Regions from separate parts of the Sus scrofa genome. Here region 2 is linked to region 1. A link is a contact called in public HiChIP or PLAC-seq data. All regions are on one chromosome and are shown on one strand. The core of a region is the stretch at or near the end of the contact, and the rest is flanking DNA. Distances in the headings are between cores, read along the strand shown. Region 1 overlaps TEAD1 (TEA domain transcription factor 1). Region 2 overlaps TEAD1 (TEA domain transcription factor 1).

What was found. HiChIP or PLAC-seq counts read pairs in DNA pulled down with a chosen protein or histone mark.
Region 2: an H3K27ac HiChIP or PLAC-seq map of skeletal muscle shows a contact between it and region 1. The contact joins two enhancer-like sites. A contact is called at or near these places in 2 of 47 Hi-C or Micro-C datasets (epiblast stem cells and fetal skeletal muscle) and 1 of 2 datasets of contacts at active chromatin or transcription factors (skeletal muscle).

The regions. Positions count from the first base shown.
Region 1 is chr2:46,464,753-46,469,685 of Sscrofa11.1, forward strand. The region is part of intron 5 of TEAD1 (TEA domain transcription factor 1); the gene reads right to left. Among named protein-coding and RNA genes, the nearest start is that of RASSF10, 130 kb to the left of the region's middle. Within about 2 kb of position 1,914, at least 26 of the 83 cell types and tissues checked have an H3K27ac peak or open chromatin away from gene starts, as enhancers often do. A contact at or near this core is called in skeletal muscle, where this site is marked.
Region 2 is chr2:46,552,352-46,557,284 of Sscrofa11.1, forward strand. All of the region lies in intron 2 of TEAD1 (TEA domain transcription factor 1), which reads right to left. Among named protein-coding and RNA genes, the nearest start is that of TEAD1, 120 kb to the right of the region's middle. Within about 2 kb of position 2,445, at least 5 of the 83 cell types and tissues checked have an H3K27ac peak or open chromatin away from gene starts, as enhancers often do. A contact at or near this core is called in skeletal muscle, where this site is marked.

The sequences.
Region 1 (4,933 bases), core at 664-3,163:
GTGAGGAGCCAGCTGAGGATGATACCAAGGACGGGTAAGTGCCACAGAGTGGGGGCCCAGGGGTGGGTGGTGATGGTGGTGGTGGCCAGCCCCTGGACTGGGCTCACACCTCTCTCCCTCCAGCTCCCATAGCAGCCCTAAAGTGGTCTTGCTCCCTCCCAGCTTTGCCTCATTCTCAGCTATCCTCTGAAAATGGTTGGAGGGATCTTTCTTTTTTTTGTCTTTGTGCCTTTCCTAGGGCTGCTCCCACAGCATATAGAGGTTCCCAGGCTAGGGGTCTAATCGGAGCTGTAGCTGCTGGCCTACGCCAGAGCCACAGCAACATAGGATCCGAGCCGCATCTGCAACCTATGCCACAGCTCACGGCAACATTGGACTCCTAACCCACTGAATGAGGCCAGGGATCGAATCCGAAACCTCATGGTTCCTAGTCGGATTCTTTAACCACTGCACCACAACAGGAACTCCTGGAGGGATCTTTCTAAAGTATAAATGTGAATGATCCCTGTGTGGTCCCCACGCCCCCAGATGCACCTCACTGCTCTGTGGGATGATTTGCTGCCTGTTTGGTTCCCCATCTCATCTCCCATCTCAGGCCTCCAGCCAGATGATGGCCTTCAAGGTTCCTTCTCTGTGGAAATTCTCTACCTTCTCTATGCTGAGCTCTAAGGCACCTCCTCCACGGGGCTTTCTTTAATTCTCCCGCACTCAAAATTAATCATTCTTTTCACTGTGTGGTCTTTGCACTATTCTGTTAAACAGAGCCCCGGGAGTTCCCATTGTGGCTCAGCGGGTTGTGAACCTGTCTAGAATCCATGAGGATGCAGGTTTGATGCCTGGTCCCACTCATTGGATTAAGGATCTGGTATTGCTGTGAGCTGCGGTGTAGTCGCAGATGTGGCTCGGATCCTGCGTTGCTGTGACTGTGGTGCAGGCCAGCAGCTGCAGCTCTGATTAGACCCCCTAGCCTGGAAACTTCCATATGCCTCAAAGCGTAGCCCTAAAAAGCAAAAAAAAAAAAAAAAAAATTTAAACAGAGCCTCCTATGTCCTATGTGGGGACAATGTACTGAAAATCTTGTATTTTCTACAAAATGTAGCCAAAAACAACAGAAAGAAGGAGTGATCCTCAGGAACAGAGACTCTACTTATTCAAATGTATATGCCCAACATCTACTAAAGGATCTAGAACACACGGATTCTCAATGGAAAGTTACTGAATTCAGGAATCATTTCTGCACTTTTAAAGTTCAAATCTACATAGAAATCATAAGTTCTTACTAAAAATAATTTTTTTTAACAAAAATTAAAGTCTACACATTCGGAGGTGACTTGGCTCACACACAAGCACTGTAAGAAACACTGCACTTAGCAGAAGTATAAAGCTGACCTTTGAAACTTATCCTAACAGAATTTCAGGAGCATGACTTCTGCAGCTAGGATGACTCATCTGTTACCGTGACAGGAGAATAACCACTCTCTTTGGAGTCTGTTTACTTCAGAAACATTAGGCAGAATAGGCTATGGAACGTAGAAAACATGGGCTTTTAAAGGGACCCCTGACCTGGCCTATAAAGGCTCGGGGGGTGGGGGGGCTGAGAGGCGATCGTTTCCTCTTCCTTCTGCCTAAAGCAGTGTGGGTTTCCAAACCTTATACAACATAACCAGCCAAAGAGGCCACTGCTAAGGATGAGAGAGTCTAAGCTTTAATTAAAACAGCTTTTCCTCTTTTATGTATTGACATTTTCAAATAAGATTTCAATCTGAAATATGAGTCTCAATGCTTAAAAAAAAAGGCTGAAAAACCACTAGCCTAAAGAATTCTACTAGAAGTGAATCCCCAGGAAGTGAAGAGAGGCTCAGAGGCTCAGAGCCAAGAGGGCCCCACAGGCCCCACACCTGGCACTGGCCCCAGGTGTGAGCAATTCACTCTTTCAAACTCAGAGGGAGGACAAGGAAATAAAGCTTGGCTTCAGTCTTCAGAGGAGGGCCACAGGCCTTTGTCCACCCTAGAGAACAGAAATCCTTTGACTTCTGAGCATGTGGAGCAGTGGTGAGTAGCCCAGCTGGGGCAGGCATGGCAAGGACGATCCCTGAGAAGGCCAGTCAGTAGCCACCTCCTCCAGGAAGCCTTACTACATCCTCTCAGACAAAGCACAGCACTTCTTGTGAGTGCAGACACTTCCTGCCACCCCCACCCCTTGCCCAGAAGTTCTCTCTGTGGTCTGCTGAGATGACGTCAACTTTCTGTAGTGAGTTTATCTCCTTAGCCAGTGTAGGAGGCCAAGAAGTCCAAGGCTATCAGCCTGACCCCACAAGGAATCCAGCGAGCATGCTCATCCCCGCCTCCCATGGATGTCAGTCTCCAGAGCTGAACAAGAAAGTGCAGATGGAACGGCGAGATCTGCCCTTCCTACAAGGCTGACGGTCCTGAGCCTGGTAATGGCTAGGTGGGAAGGTACAGGAGAGCATCTTTAACCCAAATGCCCGCAGAAGGTGAAGGCAGCAGCATCTCTGCAGGCAGGTGACAGTCACCGTATTCTCCTCGACTATCTTTTAACTCCCTCTGAGGGGCAACGCAGCCACTCCGCAGCCAGCACCACCTCAGCCCCTGAGTTACCGGCATCACAGCATTGATCGCAGTTTAAAAGTCCACACCTTGACCAAAGGCTCAATGTTAAAGAGTCATCCTACTTCTAACGTGTGGGGGTTGAGGGAAGGCCGGGAAATAAGGGCTGCATGCCCAGTTCCAAGGGGAGTGAGGGCTTGTGACAGGTTACCCATACTGTTTTCTGATGTGAAACCTGCTGCCTGAAAACCACAGCAGCCTCCACTAGATGAAACCCAGTCTCAAAGAGCTCTGGTTTAGAATGCAGAAAGATCTGAGTTCAAATTCTGATTTCACCCATCCCTAAGCTGGGTGGCTTTGGGTGAGCCCTGGTTTCCTACGTATTATTCCTCACAATCTGAGGACCAGAACTCACTTTGCAGTGAGCTGACGCGGGAAAAGCCATAGGGGGCTTTGTGTGGCACGAACGCCAGGCTCCCATCCCCAGACTCTGCAGCACCGTCTCTAAGCAGCTCGTCCCCGGGATTCCCCGCACATTTAATTTTGGCTCTTTCTGTGAACACTTATCCCACAGTGCCCTATATTTCACATTCCCATTTCCACAGCCAGCTCTGTGAATAGGGGATTGGTTGTTAACTGCCCACCGTGATGATCGCCATGCCTGGAACACTCAACTGGTATTAGCTGATGGGAAGAACAAAGGCCTCCATTTTCCCCAGAATAATGAGGTAGGAAGGCAGGAAAGGAACTGTACGAAGACGGAGGTGGTTCTTGGAGCTGAAAGGCCAAGCCAGTTGCTACCCCACTGCCTCTGGTTCTGCCTCCGCCTCCTCTTGCCTGCCCCAGGAGAGAGTGGTCCAGGGTTGGCCGAGAGTAAGGGGCAGTTTTCTTTTTTTAAGCGCTAACACAAATACAACTGTGGATCGGTTTATCTGGGTATGTATAAGGTAAGGGCGAAATTGTTTCCACTGAGGAAGATTCTTAAAGTCACCAAGAGAGAAAGAGTGTTTGTAGAATCCCCTGGGCATCCCCTCTGACCGGGACAGTTTTATCCACCATTGACAGGGCTTTGGTCCAGGGCCGAGTGCCCTGGTGAGCATACAGGAACCACACAGTGCGGAAAAAGAGCAAGTCATAACATTGCAGATGGAAACACAAAATTGATGTCTGTCAACTTCTTTGTACATCATTAATCCGTTAGCTCAGAGAAACTAGAAACAGAGTGAGAACTTGAGCAAACACTGGGGTAGTTACATCCACATAGAGAGGACTGCATCTTTGGTTAAAAAGCAGGAGCTATGAAGTTATTTTAGTCTTCCAACTGCTCAGCCAGTGCAGCTAAAAGCCAGCCACCATCAGCCACACGTGCGAGCGAGCCAGCATGCCGCCCACTGCAGAGGGCACACCAAATGCTCCTTCCTGGTCACTAGTCCTATTCCACAGCCAGTCTTGTTTGCATAAAAAAGGTTGGAGGACTTTGGGGAAGGGTCCCAGTGTTCACCACTCCAGGCTATGAAATTACATTTTGTTCTTTAGAACAAAAACACAAATTTACTTAATGTATGGGGGGAAAAAATCAGAACAGAACTATATACCATTTTTATTATAAAGCAAAGCCCTCCATGCAAACGATAATGCTTTTGCATTTCTAAAACTGGGCATCATGGGGGAAAAAAAGTGATGCGTGCTTTAACATAAATTTTGGAAGGGGAGAAACTAGGGAAAACTTGCATTTTTAAATTGTCCACGGCTCTGTATTTTCTATGAAATATATTTTAAAAGACCAGAAAATGAAGCACATGTACCAAAAAATTAAACTCAAGCATAAACGGAATGGCAAAATAGATTTGATCAAGAGCTTTCCCATCTCTAAGGTCTTTTTTTTTTTTTTTTAAAGATCTCATCTCAAATTTCTCTTTTAATTAACAGAGCCATACACTTAAAAGACACTATTAAGCAATGTGGAGGAAATCTGACAGACAATACTCTGTTGTAAGAACACATGAAAAAGATGTATTTTCATAAGTATTCTTGAAAATACATCAAAAGCACGAGTTAAAACAATTTCTAAATTTTTAAAAGTTTTTTCATGGGGACCACTTGGAAATGATTCATTTATAATTACTCTATCAACTTTATATCTCTTAGAATTCTTTTCCCTCTCCTAGGTCAGGGCTGCTTGGTAGATATTCAAAGGTTTTAAAAAAAAAATCATGTTTCTGTGCTGAAAAGTTATCAAGACCAGCTCTCTGCTGCATTTGCATTGTTATTAGGGACACACACACACACTCACGCGCGCACACACACGCACACACACACTGAGCTTAATGTGAGGCTAGTACAGAAACAGAGAGATTAGACACAA
Region 2 (4,933 bases), core at 1,195-3,694, 88 kb after region 1:
GCTCTGGAAACTCCAGATATGTACCTAGCATGTCACTAATCCTTCCTCTCCAGTTTAACAGGAGACATTAAGGACTTGTCTCTCAAACCAGGTATGTCACACAGTGGTTGGCAGAAATGGACAGGTAATGATAACATGTCCCCCCTTCTTCACTAGGAACATTCCGTTCAAATGAGGAGGAAAGTTGGGAAAGTTAGGAGGGCAGAAATTCAAGATCCTATAAAGTGCTGCTGTGTCCAGGGAGCAATGTCCTTTATTCCAAATGACATGCAGGTGTGTTGGGTCCCAAAGTTCACCCCTGAGGACAGGGTGGGGGTCCAGGACCCCAGATGGCTTTGGGTCTGCTCTCCTAATCCGATTATCACTCCACCCCCACCCCGTCCTACAACGAAAGCCAAAATCATTACAGAGGCCTCCAGGGCTCTACAAACGCTTTCCTCATAACCTCGCTGGCTCATCTCCTACACTTTCCCCCTTGCTGACCACTCCGGCCACACTGGCGCTCAGGCTCCTCAAGCCCACTAGGCACGCCAGGGCTTTGCAGTGTGTGTACTCTCCCTCTGCCTAGAATGCTCTTCCCCAAATGTCTGCTTGACCCCTACCCTCCTTCAGGTGTGAAACTTCCCATCTCCTTTTCATGCCTTCATTTCTTTTTTCTCTCTTTCACAGCCTAACTATCTCTCTCATTGTCTATCACCCCCACCCACGAGATGTGAGGTCAGGAACTCCTGTTGCATTCTGCTCACGGCCCTATCCCCAGTGCCTAGAGCAGTACACAGCTGGCACTCAATAAATACCTGTGGAGGAGTCCCTGTTGTGGCTCAGTGGTTAATGAACCCGACTAGCATCCAGGAGGACGTGGCTTCAACCCCTGGCCTCGCTCAGCGGGTTAAGGATCCGGCGTTGCCGTGAGCCGTGGTGTAGGTCGCAGATGTGGCTCGGATCCCGCATTGTTGTGGCTGTGGTGTAGGCTGGCAGCTACAGCTCTGACTGGACCCCTAGCCTGGGACCCTCCATATGCAGTGGGTGTGGCCCTAAAAAGACAGAAGACAAAAAAATAAATGAATAAATAAATAAATACCTGTTGAGTGAAGTCCTACTATGACTGGTTACAGTGTGCTCCAGGGGAAAGCAAAATCTGGCCAAGCCCTACCAACTAGGGTTGTCATAAAAAATACACCTATGGCATGGGATATGTGCATGAAAAATCATTCTTTATCTGCAATTCAATTTTCTATTTCCTAAATCCGACACCCTTAGTCCCACTGCAGAAAGGTCAAATCCAGGCCACTCGGGCCACTGGGTAAGGCAGAAGTCGAGCACACAAAGGACCAAGCGAGAAGCCATTTCCTCTCTTCAGACTCTCTTCATCCGGGTCTCTGGTGACCCGGGTTCTGCCAGCTCTGGGTGGAAAAATGGGCCTGTGCAGGCTGAGAGAGCCACCAGGCAGAGCTCTCATCTCTGCCTCCTCTGCTCTCAAAAAGGAACACCTTCTTTTCCTAAATCCCCATTTGGCCTGGTCACAGAGAAGCCCAGATGCTCAAGTCCCCCCCCACCTCTGTGACCGTAGAAACGACACAGCCAGAGCATAAACAAGTCCCTAATTCCCCAGCTCCCCTCACACTCCTGGGTGAGAAGACTCTGTGCCTGTTTCTGAGCTCTATCCAGGGCTATATGGTCCCAGAACAGGATGTTTCTCTTGTTATCTGTACATACCTGTACACCACTTTCTGTAACAGGTGAGAGAAAGGTGGAATTTAGGTGAAAACAGTTTAGAGCTTAGAATAAAAATAAGTTCGTAAATTATGAATACCCATACTATGCATATTGACATTCTGAATAGTCATGGATTTTCAAAGGTATGCGTCCCATAGTTATTTCCCAGCTTCCCATCTCCTGAGCTTTCCAACGTGGGACAGCCCCAAGGTTTCTACGCTGTAGACCAAATGTCAAAGGACCGGGATGGGATCTGTAAGTTTCTGGCATCCAAAGTCAGGTGGGTCATGGGATCTGGGGAAAGGGGGTGGGGAAGGACCACCTGAGGTGGGGATAAGAACTAAGCCAAAAGTGCAAATACAGGAGTTCCCATCGTAGTGCATGGGAAAGGAATCTGACAAGGAACCATGAGGTGGTAGGTTCAATCCATGGCCTCGCTGGGTGAGTTAAGGATCCCAGTTTATTTCTGTTTTCTGGGGTTATTATTAACATTGCTCTATTTTATTCTCCTAAGTGTCTTCATTTAGACATTAAGTTATATGGTCACCCTAGGTACAGGCCAAACTGGGGATGACCTTGGTGCCCTAAAGCCCAGGATCTATGGGACAGGAGGGAAGAGTCGTGTAGGAGCAGCTGGGATCAAACCAGGCCAGCTCTTCCCCAGCAGTGGAACTGGGGACAGGGCACCAGTGGGCAGAGGCTCCCAAAATGAAAACTGAGCAGACAGGGATCATTTCTCCAGATCCCTCCAGCTCTGAATGCTGAAAGAGCAGCTGGGAGAGGCTCTTGTCCTACCCACCCCACACTGGGCCTGCACAGCACATATGCAGGCCCACACGTCCCCCCCAATTCCCAGGCATAGGCCACCAGGAGCCCAGCACTGGCTCAGAAGCATCCTCACATTAAGGTGTGAAGTAACTGAAAAGTCAGTCTTTGATCTGACACAAAGAGAGGGCAGGCCCTGCTTCTTCTTACAGGTCACACCTACTGCCTCTGGGCTTTCTCAGTCTTCTAGACCCTCAGGCTGGCCCCAAGAGAGCAAATTGAATCAGATATTGAAAGAGAGCTGACCCCCGTCCCCTCTGCCCCCAAGGCTCCCCTACACCCTGAACGCCTGCCAGGGGCTTTGGGCAGCTTGTCATTGTTATCCACAGCACACTGCAAGTCTGCACTTCTCAGCGGTAGGAGCTGCAGTTAACTGGGTGGCTGATGCCTCACAATGCACACTGCCGAAGGAAACTCAGCAACACTCCCAAGCATCCTGGGAGGAAGGAAATAACACTTTGGGCCCAGACCAGAGTTGGCATGAGGAAAAGGAAGGAGCCACGCTGGATTGGGGTTCAACCCCATTAACACCCTAGGGAGCCACTGACTAGAGCATGCCAAGACAGTCAGCATTCTGTTAATCTACAAAAAAAATCATGTGCGTTTCCATCAGCATGCCAAACTTAAATACTTCGGCTTATACTTAGTACAGTAAAAATGTGGGAATTCAGGCTCCCTTGTACCAGCACTTGCAGGGTGTCATCTGACAGGCGAGACGCTTACGAAGATGTTTACAGGAGCACTGAGTTGGTGCTTGAGATATTGACTCAATGCTTCAAATGGGTTCTCTTCTTAGTCTTCCTTCCTCTTTGCCTTTTCTCTGTCTCCTAGAGAGTCTCCAAAATTTCTGCTCCAAATCATGAGAGGTTAGCTTCCAAACTGTTCTCAACTCAGAATGCAGAATATCTTCCTGCTGGCTCCCTCTCCATGGAGAGCCCCAAAGCCCTGCAAATTCCATTCAATTCAAAGTCCTAACTCCAATTCTACCCCATAAGACTGTCCTTCCATGCTGTCTCTATAAAATGCACAGCTGCCCACACAGATGAAACACCATCCCTTCTCTTGCAATAAACTTACTGAGCCTTCAGATCTGTAATAGCTCTAATCTAGTACCTGATCACTAATATGAATCACTGATCTGAAATACCTTTCCCACCCTAGGCCCTCCTTGTCACTCCCATAGCCTCTGACCCAGTTTCAGCCCTTCTGCCAGTACAGCAGTAGCCTCCTTATGGGTCATCAGGCCTCCAGAATAGCTCTCCTGAAACATAGCTGAATATGCTACAACAATGGCTTCTAACCCCCAATGCATCCAGGAATGTGCTGCTTAGGCAGAAAAGTTGAATTTCAGTGCCCAAAAGCAATTGCCTGGCCCATTACTCCATTATCTCTCATCCTGCCTTCCCCAGCTCACAAGCCACTCCACTTGATCCATCCTTCTAGGCACCCCACACTCTAGCTCTATCAGATCCCTTAGTGTTCCTGAGAAAATGTTTGTTTTCATCCTACCTTCAACCCTCTTCCTTCCTCTTCTACTTAGTCCATCCCTGAAAGGCAGTCCAGCTTAGTAGCTAAGACGAAGAGCAAACTATCTTGGCAATCACACAGACCTGGGAGGTTTCTCAGTCCTGGCCTCATCCCCCAACCACGTGACCTTGGGTGCCAGTGTGTGGCCCAAACATCAGAAAAGCACCTCACTCAGTTTGTACCAACACAGAAATAGGAGATTCTCTCCACAGGCAGATCCTTGGAAAAAATACTGTGAGATGAGTTAGCAAATACAACTTAGCGGAGAACCTTCTTGCCGAGCCGGCGCATGTTTTCCAAGCTCTAAAAGAGGAACCCCTGGTAACCAGCACAAGCCATCTGTGGTGCTCATGCAAAGCTTCTGTAGGAACTAACTTTCAGAGTGTGAGGGCTGGGGTTTCTGCCCATCTCTTCTAGAGGGGTTTGAACGCATAAGCCCAAAGGCATCCTACAAAGAGCAAAGCTGTTCACCTTGGAGCAACTACGAGAAACTGAGTTTTCCCAGATACTGCCTGTGAAAAAAACAGAGCACCAGAACTAAAACCCTGGTCTTTGTCATACTCACTGATTTAAAAGGAAAACACACACATCTGGTTTAGTGACTCCTGAACACAAAACCCCTGGCCTTTATCACACTCATGGTGATTATTCTTTTGTGAAGAGTGTCTGGTTTTGTGACTTCTGGATCCTGAGACTCAAGTTCAACCACATATTGAGGGTAGCTAAATTCAAATGTAACAGTTCATAGTGCCTACCATGTGCCAAGCACCTGTACCACATAACTCCAATTAACCTGTGTATTAGTTGCTAGAATCAGTGTTCGGCTCCTGCCTAATGCTACCAGATTCAGCCTTCTTCTATCTGA